3 separate regions of the Pan troglodytes genome follow, and all the other regions are linked to region 2. Evidence: chromatin contacts called from public Hi-C and HiChIP or PLAC-seq data. All regions are on one chromosome and are shown on one strand. The core of a region is the stretch at or near the end of the contact, and the rest is flanking DNA. Distances in the headings are between cores, read along the strand shown.

Region 1 (3,037 bases), core at 104-2,603, 280 kb before region 2:
TATGGGTGGAAACTGTTAGTTGAGATTGAGGTGATTTGTGGTTCTGTGACTTTAGGATTACATGAAATACTAATTTGGGGGACCAACAGAGATTTGACATTTTTTCAAAGCAATTTTTCAAATCCTACTACAATTTACCGTCAGTATTACTTCATAAATGGAAAGTCATTTTACCATTAAAGATGTAGGTAGGACCATCTCAGAAGAAAAGACAGCTCTTTACACCAAATACATTTGGTTTTGTGAAAAACTAGTATCCTAATTTTTGCCGCTTATGGAAATCAATGAGAGATTTTCCCCACCCCAATGTTGACATGTACTACTCGACGCTGTCATATTATTGAGGCATAAAAGATGTTCTAATAAAATGGAAGTGACTTAAGAGAAAGTTTTATGCCTCCTCCCAACTCTGAACAGATGCTGAGGATATACCAAACAAGTTCACACAGGAGTAGAGATTTAGAGAGGCCTTCCCACCTTCAAGAATTTTATAATACGTTAATGAGCTGAGTCTTATTTTCAAGGATGGCTTTGTTAAAGCAGAAGAAGGGTAACTATGCTTATGAAAGGCAGTTTTGCATGCCTGTTTGTCAAAAAATACAGTACAATTTATTTTAAAATTGATTAATTGGTGTAGAACTTGCAGTGGTCACAGAATCAGGATGGTCAGCTTCCATTCAGGGATCAAATTTGTCCAGGCCTTTCAAAATGGAACACGTTGCTTTTAGTATGGCATTGGTTCTGTTTGTAGTGCTGATTTTTCTTTCATGGTAATTAAAAAAAAATCTTACTTTCTTAAAAGCCTGCACCCAAGCTAGTGAGCTTTTCTGCAGAGGATTGAGCATCCAAACCATGCTTTATTTTGGTGGATTCTTAGAGTTTTCTGGCTGGGTCCTTTTTGGGGGGTAGCTGTGAGCTGTGAGACAATTTCAGCAAGATGTAGGGACAAGGATCGCATTCGAGGTGGCTTAAAAGGAAACACGTTTGTGAGAGTTGCCTCACTGTCTCACCTGCTAGAGGAAATTGGGAGATTTCAGGGCTTGTTTTCGGTCCTGGCGTGGTGCAGAGGTGGAGGGGCGCCAGCAGGTGTGTGGTATGCAGGACGCAGAGCCAGGAGAACCTGGGGCAGGTGTCTGGAGCCGGGGGTGCAGTTCCTACTTTTAGGCGCATGGTGGCGCTAGGGTCTCCTCCGGCCCTGCTAGCAATCTCTAAGGCACCTCCGCCGCCACCTGCAGTCTCAACCAAACCTCTGGGTGGGCGGCGCGGGATGTGACGGGCCGAGCGTCCAATCGACTGACAGATTTCCGTCCACACTACTGCTCTAGCCAATGGGAACCGAGGAGAGGCGCGGAGGAGGCGGGCCCCGCGGCAAGCCTGGCAGAGGCGCGAGGCCCTCCTCCCGCCTCTCCGCCTACTCCAGCCTCCGCCGCCTCAGCTTCCCGAGCGAGCCCTGCGGCCGCCGGAGCAGCTCCCGCGGCGGAGCAGGAGCCGGATGGTCAGAGGAGCCCGGCAGCCCCAGCAGCCGCGGAGTCGCCTGCCCCCCAGGTGCGGGGGCTGGGTGGAGGCCGGGGTTGGGGATGGGGTGGGGGCCAGAGAGCGGGCCCAGGGGCAGCGGCTCGGGGCCGTGGAGCATTCGGGGCGCAGAGACCGGAGGGGCGGGGGGTGCAGGCTGGGGGGACCTTGGGGGCGCCTGCAGGCGGCGGCGCGGGCTGGGCGCGATCGCCTCCTCGAGGCCAGGTGAGAGGGGCGTGTGAGGGAAGGGGCGCCGAGGGGTGAGGCTGGCGGCGCGGGGCCGGGAGGGGCAAGGCGGGCGCGCCCCCGGAGGGGCCGTGGAATGCGGGGGTCGCCGGGCCCGGAGAGGCGGGGCGTGGAGGGGGCAGTGCACGGTCGGGAACGGGTGGGCACAGGAAAGGGGAGGCTAGGGGGGCTTGCGGGGGTGACGAGGCAGACAATGAGTAGGTGGAGGTGGGTGATTTTGGGGAGCTGGGCTGTGACGAGCAGGGGTCGAGGATGGGGTGAGGGACCAGGAAGGTTTGAGCTCAGGGAGAATTGGGGGAACGGTGAGTCCCAGGAATGCTAGGTCTTGGTAAATAGGGGAAACAGGGCATGAGGCGTTTGTAAGGTCAGATCTGAGCTTGGCGAGCCTGTGGTCCCAGAGGGTGGTCTATTTAGTTCTTGACTGGCACGGTAGCGCCGGGAGATGTTTTCTTGTATGTTACTTTTAGTTACCGTCTTATTTGTTTGGTCTGCAGACTGACTGGCACAGTGGAGAAACCGCCTCGAAAACGGAGAAGCAGGTAAGGCAGTGCCTTCCTATTTTGCTTCATGTTTTTCTTTTTGCTTGGCTGCACCTGTGCCGTACTGCATAATTGTATACTGTCAGTAGATGAAGTTTCTTATTTATCCCCCTTTTAAAAGAATATAACCACATGCATGATTTTTCTTTTGAGGACTTCAAATTACTACCTCTACAGTCGATTTTTTTTTTTTTTTTTTTTTTGGTATCTGAGATAATGTGGGAAATCTTGAGAAATCCTACTTTTTTACTTTTTGATGTTGTGTAAGGATCTCAGCTATTTTTTTTTTTAACCTTAGCCATAATTTCATTTTCTCCAGCATCTCTGTTTAAAAAGCTCATCTTGGCTGGGGTGGCTCATGCCTTCAATCCCAGCACTTTGGGAGGCTGAGGCAGAAGGATCATTTGAGCCTGGGAGTTCAAGACCAGTCTGGGCAACAGAGCAAGACTCCGTCTCTACAAAAAATTGAAAAACTAGCCGGTCCCATAAATATATACACCTACTATGTACCCACAAAAACAAAAAATTAAAAAACCGAAAACCAACTAGCTGAGCGGGTGTTGTGGACCTATAGTCCCAGCTTCTCAAGAGGCTGAGGTGGGAGGATTGCTTGAGCCCAGGAAGTCAAGGCTGCAGTGATGCAGTGAGCCGTGATCATGCCACTGCACTCCAGTGTGGGGAACACAGCAAGACCCTGCCTCAAAAAATAAACTAATTTTATTGAGCATCTACTATGTGCC
Region 2 (2,929 bases), core at 236-2,735:
TTTCATAAGGAGGGTGGATTGGGAGATCCTGATGGGGCAGGAATTACAAGCTTGAATCTCCACTTCGGAAAACACATTCCTGTTCAAATCAAGTCTGAAGGTTTTCGGTTTAAAGGCACACTCAGGAGCACTGCCGGGCTCCCCCTAAAGCAGCAGGCCCCACTTTCCAAGCTGAGTCAACTGGTTCAACACCGAGAACCTGATTTATGTACAGCATGGGCCTCCAACCCTGCCCCCATCCGTGCGGGGGGAGGGGACATGCTTCCTGGAACACCATTTGAATAAAAAAAATCCTTCCGGTGAGAATAAGTCAGTTTCCTGCGCTCATACTGCTAAAGGACCAAGCAAGGCTGTGACAATCACCTCTATTTTTAATCTTTTCTAAATGCTGTTTTCTGTGGCCACAAGAACAGTCATTTCCAGGCGTGGGGCTCCACTTTCACACTTCGCTTCAAGGTGTCTGGTTTTTCTTAGCTCTGAACTACTAGTTTTCTCCGCTGCTTCCTGCACCAGAAGGGTACTGGGGGGAGCCAAGACTCACTTGTTGAGCGTGGCTGAGACCACCAAGGTGTCCAGAGGAACCACAGGGTCCCCCTTTCTCAGCGTTAAGCGGAAGGGTTAGACTGACTGGGGGAAGAGAGGCACAACCTCAGACCCCAGGGCTGAAATACGGCGGCCGCCTCCACTCCCTCCTGGGTTCTGTCTTCCCCACAGCCGTCCACCCACCTATCTTCACGCCATGCAGCAATCGGGCCCCGGAGGACCGCGCCCCAGCCTCCCCGATCACTCGGTTACTCAGATGCGGCTCACCTCCGCCCTGCCGCCGACCCAGCCCCGCCATAGGCCCGATTTCCTGCAAGGGAGGGACGGAGTGCTGGGGCCCCCAGGAAGGGACAGCGTGAGGGGACAAGGAGGCAAGGGGGGAAGAGGGCGCGGGACCTGCGGGGGTGCCGAGGGAGCCCGTCCACCGGCTCCAGGGACCCGCGGGACGGCGCTGCAGAAGGCGGCGCCAGGGCTGGGGACGAGGGACCCAGGGAGACTGGGACTCAAGGGAGCACGGCCCAGGGAAGCCGGGTCGGCAGGGAGCTGGAGGCTGACCTGAGGGGGCCGGGGGTCGGAGACAGGGGAGGCCCGCCCGAAAGGGCCCGAGAAGGTGGGAAGGTGGGAAGGTGAGAAGGCCGCGCGCAGGCCCGGACGCCGCGTCAGGGAAGGATATTGCCGCAGGAGCCCGTCCACCTCGCTCGGGTCCGGGCCTGGCTCCGCCGCCGCCGCCGCCGCCTCCTCCTGCTCGTCCACAAATTTGTTCTCGTCAAATTCGTCGATGTCCACCCGGCGGAAGCGCGAGGACAGCGTGTTCCGGGCCATGGCGGGAGCTCGGCGCCCGCTCGGCCGGCTCCGCTCGCGGCCCGACCTCGGCTCTGCTCCGCTCGCACCGGCTCCTGCTCGGGGGCGGGAAGCGGCTGCCCGGCTGCTCGCAGCACCTCCTCCACCGCCTCCGCGCGCAGCCGTCGCCGCCCGCCCACTTCCGGCACCCGCCGGATCCGGAAGCGCCGTCAGGGGCGGGGCGGAGCCTGGCACCTGGAGTGCGGTATGGGATCCCCGCAGCCTCCCCCACCTCAGTGTCTCTTCCGCGGAGTCTCTATTTTGCCACTGAGGATCGGGCGCCCGGCATCTGTGCAGGCCCCGCATCGTGTGTGCCGTAACTGCGCTGGTTCCCCGGCTTTTCCGCGCCTCCGAGGAGCCCCTGGCCTCAGCGGGGCCGGGCGCGGGCTCCCGGGGTGATCCCTGCCCGTACTGGGGAAGGCTGGGCCCCCGGGAGAAGGCTCGCGGCTCTACTTCTCGAGTGCCGGGCAGGCTTCTTGGAGAAGAAACCTTCGAGCTGATGACTGAGGAATGAGTAGGAGTTCCTGTGCCCGGGGAGTGGCGCGGGAGGCGCCTGTGTCTCGGAGCCTTGAACGCCACCACACTTAGTGCGAGGAGGCCGCCTGTACACAGAGGTGACCCTCTTAAAGGAGTAGGGGGCTTTAAATACGTTTAGTGCGATCAGGGGACTGACAAGACGTTGAAGACGTTGTGACTCGAGGGATTCTGCGACCCCACGTGTGTAGCAGTCACCTTGGCCAGGCAGTTGGGGGCGCCAGGAGAGGGAGATGGCCCTGTGGCCACCGTCCTGGCAGGAGAGGCCTGGCTGGAGAGGCACATCTTGACAGAAACCAAATTCTCAGAATCTGAGATGGGGGAAAGCGGTTTAGGGAAGTCAAGGACGACTCTGAGGCCAGATTTGGTGCCTGGGCTGTTATCCCAGGGGTTCTGTTAATTGATCTTAGCCTTAGGGTAAGTAAAATGGGTCTTTTTATATAATAGTGTGAAAACTATTTTCATCTGATAGTACTCTTTTTAATAAAAGTCAGTAGTTGGAATGTGATTCATTTTTACTGCTTCGAATACCTCTCATTGAACTGTGTCTAAAGATCAAAAAAATATTGCCAGACTATGATGCAACCTTATCTTCGGTGGTAAGGATACAGACTCCCATAGTGGGAAACTAGTGGTGAAGAAGTCTCCGCCTGTAATCTCAGCACTTTGGGAGCCGAGGTGGGCGGATCACCTGAGGTCAGAAGTTTGAGACCAGCCTGACCAAAATGCTGAAACCCCGTGTCTACTAGAAATACAAAATTAGCCGGGCGTGCTGGCGCATGCCTGTAATCCCAGCTACTCGGGAGGCTGAGGCAGGAGAATCGCTTGAAACCGGTAGGTAGAGGTTGCACTGAGCCGAGATCGCGCAATTGCGCTCCAGCCTGAGCGACAAGAGCAAAACTCCGTCTCAAAAAAAAGAAAAGAAAAGAAAAGTCTCAGGGGTCCTGGAAACACGCAAAGCCCACCTGCAATACAGTTCCATATCTGGGAAAAAATATTTGTGATTCAGGCC
Region 3 (3,200 bases), core at 574-3,073, 450 kb after region 2:
ATAGCCTTATTAAAATGAAATTCACTGGCAAGGCATTGTGGCTCATGCCTGTAATCCCAGCACTTTGGGAGGCTGAGGTGGGCAGATCACTTGAGGTCTGGAGTTCGAGACCAGCCTGGCCAACATGGTGAAACCCTGTCTCTACTAAAAATACAAAAATTAGTCAGGTGTGGTGGCGTATGCCTGTAATCCCAGCTACTTGGGAGGCTGAGGCATGAGAATCACTTGAACCCAGGAGGTGGAGGTTGCAGTGAGCTGAGATCATGCCACTGCACTCCAGCCTGGGTGATAGAGGGAGACCGAGTCTCAAAAATAAATAAATAAATAAATAAATAAAATAAAATAAAATAAAATTCACCTAACGTAGAAGTCACCATTTTAACCATTTTAAAGTTTGCAACTCGGTGGTTTTTAGTCTATTCATAATATCGTGCAACCAATACCACTATGTAATTCCAGAATATTTTCATCATTTTCCAAAAACTCTGCACCCACTAAACAGTCCTATCCATTCTCTCCTCCTCCCCTAACCCTTAGCAACCAAACATCTACTTTCTGTCTGTGGATTTGCCTATTAAGGACACTTCACATACATGGAATGATACACTATGTGGCCTTTTGTGCCTGGCTTCTTTCCCTCAGTATATTTTCAATGTCCATCCCTGTTGTAACATGTATCTGTGCTTCAGACTTCTTTATGGCCTAATAATATTCCATTAAATGAATTTACCATATTTTGTTTATCCATTCATCAGTGGATGGACATTTGTTTCCATTATTTGGCTATTGTGAATAATGAGACCCCCCCCCCCCTTTTTTTTTTGAGACGGAGTCTCTGCTCTGTTGCCCAGGCTGGAGTGCAGTGGCGTGATCTCAGCTCACTGCAACTTCTGCCTCCCTGGTTCGAGCGATTCTCCTGCCTCAGCCTCCTGACTAGCTGGGACTACAGGCGCCCACCACCACGCCTGGCTAAGTTTTTGTATTTTTAGTAAAGACGGAGTTTCACCGTGTTAGCCAGGATGGTCTCAATCTCCTGACCTCATGATCCGCCCACCTCGGCCTCCCAAAGTGCTGGGATTACAGGCGTGAGACACCGCGCCCAGCCAATGAGACCCCTTTTGACGCAGGGCAGGTAAGCCCCAAAGTGGGGCTGAGCCCACAAGGGTTCTCGGCTTTGCCCAAGAAAGAATTCAAGGGCAAGTTAGAGGCAGAAGAAAACGGCTTTATTGAAGTGGCGGCGTTACAGCCCCATGACTGCTCCTGCAGAGCAGGGTTACCCTCTTAGGCAGTGTCAGGGCAGTTTTGCCGTCATATTTATACACACTTTTAATTACATGCAGATTAAGGGGTGGTTTATGCAGGCATTTCTAGGGAAGGGGTAGTAACTTTTGATTTATGGTGCCACTGCCATGGAAAGGGGCGGTAACTCACGAGTGTTGCCATGGCAACGGTAAACTGACTTGGCCGGCTGGTGAGCAAGTCTTAGGGAAGACCGCTTCCGCCCAGGCCCTGTTTTAGCTAGTCCTCAATTTGGTCAGGTATCTCAGCCCCATCTCTGAATGGAGGCCTGCCTTCTACCTCACCTTTGTAGAAGTTTTTGTGAATACATGTCTTCAACCCTCTCGGGTGCATATCTAAGAGGATACTACTTTTTGGGGAACTGCCAAATTGTTTTCCGGAGCAGCCGCACCGTTTTGCATTCTCACCAGCCGTGTATTCGGGTTCCAATTTCTCCACACTCTCGCAACCCTTGCGCTTTTCTGTCTTTTTGCTTATGGCCATCCTAGCGGGTGCGAAGTGGGATCTCACTGTGGTCGTGCTTTGCATTCACCCTATGACTAATCATGTTGAGCCTCTTTTCACAGACTTAATGGCCATTCTACAGCAGCCTTTTGAGCTAGGTTGTAATCTCCATCTGATAGTGGAGGAAACAGATTCAGAGAGTTGAAGAGACTTGCTTAACGCAAGGGGGTGGTGGGGCTGTGCCTGGGACTTGGGTGTGTCTGTCTCTGAAGCACCGCAGAACCAAATTAACGGTAGAAACAAGTCCAGTCTGAGCGGCAGGAGACCTGGTCGCTGGTGCGTTCACCTTGGACAAGTCTTTTCCCGGTTCCGGGTGTCACTTTCTCCTCCGTGCCACTTGGGGCGATATACTTCACACATCGCTGGCCTCTCTAGGAACCAGAATCTCTAAGATCAATCGTTCTAGTGCGGCGTTTGCCCCGCCCCTTCAGCCCCAGTTGCCAGCGACGCCGGAAGTGCTCGGCTTTTTTTGTTTGCACCCGCCTCCGGCCCGGAACTGTTTTCTGGGGAAGATGGCGGCTGTGTCGGTGTATGCTCCACCAGTTGGAGGCTTCTCTTTTGATAACTGCCGCAGGTGCCGCCTTGCTTGGGGCTTGGTTCAGGGAGGGAGAAGAGTGCGGTGCTCGGGTGGGAGCTGGGCCAAGGTGTGATACGAGAATTCTGAGGGAAGAGTGCATGGCGGGGCCTGTGGCCCGCGGCTAGTGTGACTCAGGGGAATCAGGGCCTGGGCGTGGGTTTCTCCTGAAGCCAGGTCTGCTCTCCCACCTTCCCAGCGCACTCGGCCACCGTTTATCTCCGTCTCCTAAGGCACGTCACGGCCCCTCTGTGAGACTGTCTTCGTTGGAAAACGGGAGAACAGTGCTGATGGTGGGAGGATTCATTAAACAGATGGGCGTGAAAACAAGTAGCAGCTTTCCTGAGTTCTTTGTTAGGCACTTTTCATGCCAGTGCTGTGCGATGTGGTCCTGCCCTTCAACACTTGATTCTCTCATTTGCTCTTAGGAATGCCGTCTTGGAAGCCGATTTTGCAAAGAGGGGATACAAGCTTCCAAAGGCCCGGAAAACTGGCACGACCATCGCTGGGGTGGTCTATAAGGTAAGCCGGGTTAGGCTAAGAGCAGCAGTGACTGAACCGGCAACAGGAATCAGAACACTTGGCTTCCTGTGTCTCTCCCGGCTCGGTCTGGAAAGGCAAATACTATAGAATACATCAGGAGACCGTCTTTCAGGAGCGACTGCTTTTGTCAGGTTTTGTGTGCTTCTTAACAGTTTATGTTCTTTCCTCACTTTGCTGAGGTTTTGTTTTTTCTTTCTTTCTTTTTTTTTTTAAACAGGTCAGTTAGCTTCTTAATTACTAGTTTAGGAAGCTGAAGTATGTGATGGGAGATCACGAGATT

What was found. Hi-C and Micro-C count contacts between places; a contact is called where the count stands out from the background. HiChIP or PLAC-seq counts read pairs in DNA pulled down with a chosen protein or histone mark.
Region 1: a Hi-C map of stem cell-derived neural progenitor cells shows a contact between it and region 2, with 3 times the contacts expected there. The contact joins the promoter of SCAI here to the promoter of ARPC5L in region 2. A contact is called at or near these places in 1 of 7 Hi-C or Micro-C datasets (stem cell-derived neural progenitor cells) and 1 of 1 datasets of contacts at active chromatin or transcription factors (stem cell-derived excitatory neurons).
Region 3: a contact with region 2 is called in an H3K4me3 HiChIP or PLAC-seq map of stem cell-derived excitatory neurons, with 4 times the contacts expected there. The contact joins the promoter of PSMB7 here to the promoter of ARPC5L in region 2. A contact is called at or near these places in 1 of 7 Hi-C or Micro-C datasets (stem cell-derived neural progenitor cells) and 1 of 1 datasets of contacts at active chromatin or transcription factors (stem cell-derived excitatory neurons).

What each region holds. Positions count from the first base shown.
Region 1 is chr11:13,314,669-13,317,705 of NHGRI_mPanTro3-v2.0_pri, forward strand. SCAI (suppressor of cancer cell invasion) reads left to right here and starts at 1,354. Exons shown (of 18, transcript XM_528477.8): 1 at 1,354-1,545; 2 at 2,253-2,297. The coding sequence starts at 1,493.
Region 2 is chr11:13,590,151-13,593,079 of NHGRI_mPanTro3-v2.0_pri, forward strand. ARPC5L (actin related protein 2/3 complex subunit 5 like) reads right to left here and starts at 1,486. Exons shown (of 4, transcript NM_001428024.1): 1 at 1,217-1,486. The coding sequence starts at 1,365.
Region 3 is chr11:14,038,257-14,041,456 of NHGRI_mPanTro3-v2.0_pri, forward strand. It overlaps PSMB7 (proteasome 20S subunit beta 7), which reads left to right and starts at 1,824. Exons shown (of 8, transcript XM_520247.9): 1 at 1,824-2,377; 2 at 2,806-2,899. The coding sequence starts at 2,316.